Linked DNA regions of Sus scrofa: region 2 is linked to region 1. The links are chromatin contacts, called in public HiChIP or PLAC-seq maps. All regions are on one chromosome and are shown on one strand. The core of a region is the stretch at or near the end of the contact, and the rest is flanking DNA. Distances in the headings are between cores, read along the strand shown. Region 1 holds the start of PLEKHM1 (pleckstrin homology domain-containing family M member 1). Region 2 holds the start of ARHGAP27 (rho GTPase-activating protein 27).

Evidence for each region. HiChIP or PLAC-seq counts read pairs in DNA pulled down with a chosen protein or histone mark.
Region 2: a contact with region 1 is called in an H3K27ac HiChIP or PLAC-seq map of skeletal muscle, with 2.6 times the contacts expected there. The contact joins the promoter of ARHGAP27 here to the promoter of PLEKHM1 in region 1. A contact is called at or near these places in 1 of 5 promoter capture datasets (liver), 5 of 47 Hi-C or Micro-C datasets (alveolar macrophages, blood, liver and 2 more) and 2 of 2 datasets of contacts at active chromatin or transcription factors (alveolar macrophages and skeletal muscle).

Annotation. Positions count from the first base shown.
Region 1 is chr12:17,982,081-17,985,595 of Sscrofa11.1, forward strand. PLEKHM1 (pleckstrin homology domain-containing family M member 1) reads left to right here and starts at 2,089. Exons shown (of 13, transcript XM_005668717.3): 1 at 2,089-2,223.
Region 2 is chr12:18,035,520-18,038,833 of Sscrofa11.1, forward strand. ARHGAP27 (rho GTPase-activating protein 27) reads left to right here and starts at 1,488. Exons shown (of 17, transcript XM_021066834.1): 1 at 1,488-1,739.

The sequences.
Region 1 (3,515 bases), core at 839-3,338:
GTTAATGTCCACCTTGATGTAAAACAAATGTACTTTCAATAGTTGATCTTTCAACAAGCAAGGGCTATTTGTCTAGATTATTTTTACAAATCTTTTTTTTTTTTTTAATTTTTTGCTTTTTAGGGCCACACCCACGGCACATGGAGTTTCCCACGCTAGGGGTCAAATCAGAGCTGCAGCTGCCAGCCTACACCACAGCCACAGCAACAGAGGATCCGAGCCACGTAAGCAACCTACACCATGGCTCAGGGCAACATTGGATCCTTAATCCACTCAGTAAGGCCAAGGATTGAACTGGCATCCTCATGGGTACTAGTCAGGTTTGTTATTGCTGAGCCATGACAGGAAATCCCTAGATTTTTTTTTACAAATCTTAAACCATGGACATTAATCAGGGAATATATTGAAGCCCATATTTCTACACTAACTACCTGAATTATTATTCTGCCTCATATGCACACTCACAAAGGGGCTTAGGCAGAGTAGAACTCAACATAGAATTGGGGTAAAAGTTGACAGAGTTCAAACTTTAGTTGACTGAAGTCACGAGGGTCAGAAAAGGTCGACATCACCTGTCTGGGGTCCTAGCATGTAGTTAACCACCCTCCACCAGCGTGGGAGTCTTCTTTCTTGCAGTACAACTCAAAGATATTTATCAGATTGTTATGCGTATCCCTTGAGAAGGAACTAGGACTTGGTTTTATGGCTGAACTGTTGTTTCTTGACTGCTTTTCCTCTGTTCCTGCATTCCTTCATTCCCTTAAGGTCATTAATTACTGAGACCGGCTTAAGGGTAAGCATTGTGGCCAGGCTTAGATCCTAAAATGGCTTAGGCCTAAAATGGCTTCTCTTATGTCAAAAACCTGTATCAGGTTCTTTCTTCCCCGGACCTCCTACCCTATCTGCTTACACTGGAACCTCAACCTTCTCAGAAATATGAAGGACACTTTTTCTGAAGAGGCCAATGGAGGGAGTTCCCATCGTGGCTCAGTGGTTAATGAATCCGACTAGGAACCATGAGGTTGCAGGTTCTATCCCTGGCCTTGCTCAGTGGGTTAAGGATCTGGCGTTGCCGTGAGCTGTGGTGTAGGTCGCAGATGCAGCTCGGATCCTGCGTTGCTGTGGCTCTGGCGTAGGCCGGCAGCTACAGCTCTGATTAGACCCCTAGCCTGGGAACCTCCATATGCCTCGGGAGTGGCTCTAGAAAAGGCAAAAAGAAATGAAAACAGAAAAAAAAAAAAAAAAAAAAAAGAGGCCAGTGGAGTGGAGATTAGTGGAGCTGGCTCCCAAGAACTGGTCTGTCCTCAACCCTCCTCAGCCTTGTAGCGACCCCAAGTTCCCCTGTACTTACCTACAGTGATACCTCTTCACCCCTGCCCCACACTCAGGCCCTAGGCTCCCAGTCTATCAAAGCCTGCATGTATTAAATGTCTGAAGCACTGCAGACATTCCCTGCTACTTTTGACCTTTCCTTCTGAGTTCATTTAAAAGAGATATATCATTTCTATGATGGAAAGCAAACAATTACAAGGCTATATGAGAATATCTGGACGCTTGAACTTGTGCAGCACGGGGCTGACGGCAGGTTACAGAAGAATGCCCAGGGAACCTCAAGACGCTCCCTTGGTATAAGGTGTGGTTAAAGATGTTTTTCCTGAGAGCCACCAGGAGGGAAGGAGGCTCCAAATTGGGCCGGGGTTCTGCCCACCGGGCAACGCTGATGCCCTGGGAGAGACAAAAAGAGGGTAGGCGTTGGTCCCACTTTACAAGTGGGCAATCTTCTCTGAAGGATGCCGAGAGAGAGACGGCACTAATTCTACACAGATGGTGCTGAGGCTAGATGAGGTCAGAGGCCAGGATCTCGTCTGACGCAGGCTCTGCCAGAAGCGGGCGGTAAGAACGCATCCCGCCTGGCATCAGCGGCCGTGCCTCTCTGCGCCCGGCTAGGGTTCCGAAGTCCGGACTCTTCCAAACCGCGTATCCGCTGTGGGGCCTGGGAACACTTCGGCTTCGGAGAGCGCTGGTTCCGCCCCCACGGCTCCTTCGAGCCCCGCGATTGGCTCCGTGGGACAGGGGCGGGGCCAGACGCAGGTCTGACGTGGTGTCGTCAGGCGCCTCGGGAGTCGCTTCCTGTTGTCAGTGGCGGGGAGGCCGCAGCGTCCCGTCGGGGGATTAGGGGCTGCAGCGGCCGGGAGTGCCCAGTCCCCCACCCCGCTCCCTTTGGTGAGTTAGGGCTGAGGGGCGAGGTGGGCAGCAGAGGGGCGGCGAGGCCCGGACGCGAACGGGAGAGAGGACAGCAGCCCTCTCCGAGATCCCAAACCCCTGGTTGCCCTGCTTCAGAGCTCTCACCCATCCCAGCCCGCACCCCGCACGCCACTCGAACCCTAGCCTTCAGTCCGCACAGCCGCTGCTGACCTGTCCGCTCCATTTCCCAGCCGTGACCTGACCAGCGGTCTTGCGTAACTGCAGCCTCACCCTTGACCTCACTCTAGCCCAGTTCCATCCTCGACCTCAGCTACATCCCTCCACCTCCCTCTAACACATCTCATCTTCATCTCTCAACCCCTTTGGCCGTCCCCTTGCCACACACGGGCCTCCTTGAGACTCACCATTCTGATTTATCTAAAAATCAATTTTCTTCTCCAAAGCTTCCCAAGGTCTGCCCATCCTAAACACTGCACTTCTGCCCCACTCTCATTTAAGACCCACCACCAAAGTGGGCTCACCCTTTTCTTTTTGCTAACTCTGATCTCAGTCCTCTCCCAGGTCTTACATGTCTCTTCTTGTCCTCACAGACTCAGCCCCTAACTTCCTAGCCCACCCAATACTTCTGTCCATCTTCAACCACCCTGAGGACACCCCCATCCCTAAGTCTTTGCCATACCGCCCCCAACTCTTGGTACCCCAGTTCCTACCACCCTCATCCAGTCTTATCAAGAATGAGGTCTGCTGGAGTTCTGTGGTGGCTCCGCAGGTTAAGGGTCTGGTGTTGTCACTGCTGTGGCTTGGGTTTGATCCCTGGCCCCAGAACTGCATGCTCTGGGCAAGGCCTAAATAAATAAATGAATAAATAGAATGAGGCCTTCCGCCCTCCACCTCTGCTGCCCCCACCTCAACTCTACATTCCCTTGATCCAGTCCCCATTCAGTCTGAGCATTTAGGGCAGAGTCCCCCGCCAACCCCACTAGTGGCTTCTCAACAGCCAAAATGTCGGTGCTTGCTCAGAGCCCAGCAGTTAGAGTCTGAGCAGCGTCAGGGTACATGCAGGGTCTGAGGTGGTAAATAAGTGTGGAGAAGCAGAGCTCTCCCACTCCGGGCAGGGGTTCTTCCTGGGTGTCTGGTCCCCTGTGCCTGCCCGCAGGGGTTCTGTGTCTAGCATTCATATTAAATGACTTGTGTTGGCTGCTGGAAGGGCAGATATCACCCAGATACCCAGAAGGTGAGGAATGGCCACTCACCTAGCACACTCAGCCTGGGACTGTGGAAGCCATCACTTCCTTTTGGGTGGTTTTCTG
Region 2 (3,314 bases), core at 238-2,737, 53 kb after region 1:
CAGTTAGTGGGAAACATTTGCAAGCAAGCAGCTTGTGTGCCAGGAGTGGGCACGAAGAAGGAAGGTCATTCTTCAGTCTGTAGCCCACCCTTGCCTCGCCTCAGAGTCACCCACCGCCCCCTGTGGGGTAGGATTTCAGGGCTTTGGGGGAGGTTTACTCACATACACGCATATAACTGAAGCCAGTGCCTGGAATCCCACCAAGATGGCTTCTTTGCTGTGGCTTAAATGTCAACGCACCGACCCCTGAAACAGCAACGTGTGAAACCCACAGGACTCTATTTCCTAGGAGGTTATCCAAGGTGAGAGAAGGGACTCAGGAAGCAAAGGCTTACAAGCAGGGCCCGATTCAGGGCTCACAGTTTTAGGGCTCAAAATGGCCTTTCCTTGGCTGCTGACCTGCCTATGGAGTTCCAGGAGAAGGGAGGGGGCGGGCTGCAGGGGGAAGCCCACCACTGCCCATTGTCAAGACAGAAGGAAACAGATGAATTCCCAGGGAAACCGGACTGTAGGAAAATGGGAATGAAAGACATCCAGGTCTGCAGTTTCCTGTTCTCGAAGCCTTTCAGCCTAGGAGGGAGCTCCCTCTGCCCATCCCATGAGCCCCAGGTGGTGGTGGGCTCTGAGAAGACAACAGGAACCTGTGTGAGGGCCACGGGCACACGACCTGTGCACTGCCCTGCCTTTGGACTCAGCCCTCCATCCTTAGCAAGATGCTTCTGAGCACTTGTTTCTCCCTCCCCCTCTCCTGCCTAAAGGAGGATGGGGGTTTGGAGACCTCAGTCCAACCCCAAAGACGAGGACAGCTCATTTCATAATACAATTGGTGATAACAATGACCAATACAATATGTGAGGGGTGTGTGGGGTTTTTCTGGGGGTGTATGTGTGTGTGTTTGCTGCCCCTCGGCATATGGAGTTCCCCTGCCGGGGGTCAGATCCCAGCGGAGGTTGCAACCTACGCCTGTGGCAACGCCAGATCCTTTGAACCACTTCCCCTCCCACCCCGCCCCCGTGCTGGGCCAATAATTGAATCTGCCTCCCAGGACTCCAGAGATGCCTCAGATCCCTTTGTGCCACAGCAGGCACTCCTAATGTGTGTTCTTAGGTGATGATAACAATATATTGTGCTTAATGCATCTCATTTAATCTCAACAATCCTATGACGTCTCACTGTTCCCAGTTTATAGGAAAGAAAACTGAGATGCAGAGATAAGGTGTGGATCTTGAGCGCAGCCCCAGGAAGCTGTCCTGAACTTACTCTAAGGACAGACTGGGGGGGGGAGCCTTCCTCCCCTACAAAGATCAAGGCCAGGCATGGTGGGAAGGGGGATGGAATAGAGCACTGGGAAGGAAATCTGGCAAAAAGTTGGTGAGGAGGCTTCTTTGCCTCTTGTCCCACCATCCTGGCCCTGCTGCCTCCACCTGCAGGAGACAGCCAGGTGTGGCCCAGGATCCCGGGAGGCGCAGGGGAAGGGGGTGGCGTCTCTGCTCCTGGGGCGCTGGCCCGTCCCAGAGGGGACAGGAAGCCAGGACACCGGGGATTGTCTCTCACAGCCGCAGCCCCAGCCGGGGAGGAAGTTCTGCCGGGTGCTCTCCGCTGGTGCCTCCCTCGCTATATTGTTGAACAGGAAACAGGGCAGCGCGGGAGCTGGGCGGTGGAGGAGGGAGCGCCGGACGCCGAGCCCCGTGCGCCCGCCGGGACAAGTGGAGGCGAGGCCAGCGAGCGGACACCCCGAGGTGCCGGGGCCGGGCTGGACTGGGCGGGGTGTTGAGCTGGGGTGGGATGGGGAGACCACAGGTGGCGGCGGGTCCTCACCCGGGAGCACCGCGCGCCAGCCCCTTCGCACCGCGCTGGAGAGGAAGCTGCGCGGACCCTAGAGGAGGGCCGCGCGGGAAGGAGCCTCCTCTCCCTCTGGGAGGAGATGGGAGGCGAAGGGCCCCCTGTCCCGGGGTACGAGAGACCCAGCCCCAGGCCCCCAGCGCCGACCCAGGCGTTGGCGCCGCCGTGGCTCTCGTCCGTCTCCTGGGCAGTGGACATAGGGCACCTCCTGGCGACGGGTCGGTCCTCGCGCTCCAGGGGTCCTCCAGGCTCCCCACCAGCCCTTTCCTTCTCTTCGCTCCCCCAGGGCCGGGGAAGGAGCCAAGGGTCGGGTCCCCTCCCCACCTTGCCTGTGACCCTGCGCTCCGGCTCCCTGCCCTGGGAAGGGAGCGTCCCTGCCATGGGAACCCTGCTCCAAGTTTTTCCAGGCCCAGCCGAGCTGTTTCGGAAAGGGCCTGGGGAGGACGGAAACCGGCCCGGAACGGGTAATGCCTCCAATCCGGACGGTTCAGAATGCAAATGGCCTGGCTCGGATTGGGAACGTCCTGGCGAGACTGCAAGCCCTGGTCGACCAGTCCCTGAGCGTTGCGCCCACGGGAAGCAGAGGCTCCCGGGCAACGACTCCCGCCCGTGGGGGTGGGGCGGGCAGGGGCGGGACGCTACCCTTCCTTGGCTCGGCTCGCGACCCGCCGGCGACCCTTTGGTCGCAGCCCTCCCTGCCCCTACCCCTCCCTCAGGCCTTCTGCTCCGGGCCGCGCCCCCAGTATCCCCACCGGCACCAGCAAACTCCGTCTGGCTTCTCGCCCCTCCCTAACACAGACGCCTTGGGAGACGGAGGCAGCCCTCCCGAGTACCCCTCTCCCTCTTTGCTCCCCTTGCCAGCTCCGGCTCCCAGAGGTCTCTCCAGCCGAACTCTTGGAAGCCCCGCCCAAGGAGATGGCGGGGACCTAACCTGCATCCATCCGCCGGCTCCGCCCTGCCAGCCCATGGGCTCAGTGAGGCCCGCCCTGCCCACGTGAGTGAGCGGCGGGGGTCCGGGGGAAGGTGGTGAGAAAAGGTGTCCTCTCTTGAGATTGTTGGCTTAGCTCCGGTCAGCTCACCGACGCCCACCCACCTCCAGGGCTCCGTGTGCTCAGTCACTCCGTTTATACCCCTTACCCATCAAGGAAAGCTTGAGAAACAGAAGGAGCGCTTTGCGCCCCGCCGGCCGACCGTGTACCTTGGGTCCCTCAGATTCTGCAAGAGGCTGAGCTCCCAGCTGCCAGTCACAGGCCATCTTTGTGGGGCAGTAGGTGTTGTCGATGTAAAGGCTTGAAGGGACCAGCCACAAAGCAGATTTACAATTAGACTCTGACCCCCTCCCCCAACACACTAGGGGCCAAGCGGGTTGTGGTGGTCACTCCAGGAGAACCTGAGGGGCCCCTGGGTACATCGCAGGGGTAGTCACTGTCATAAGTGCATGGTCTAGGGGCCACTCTCATGGGGCAATGTAG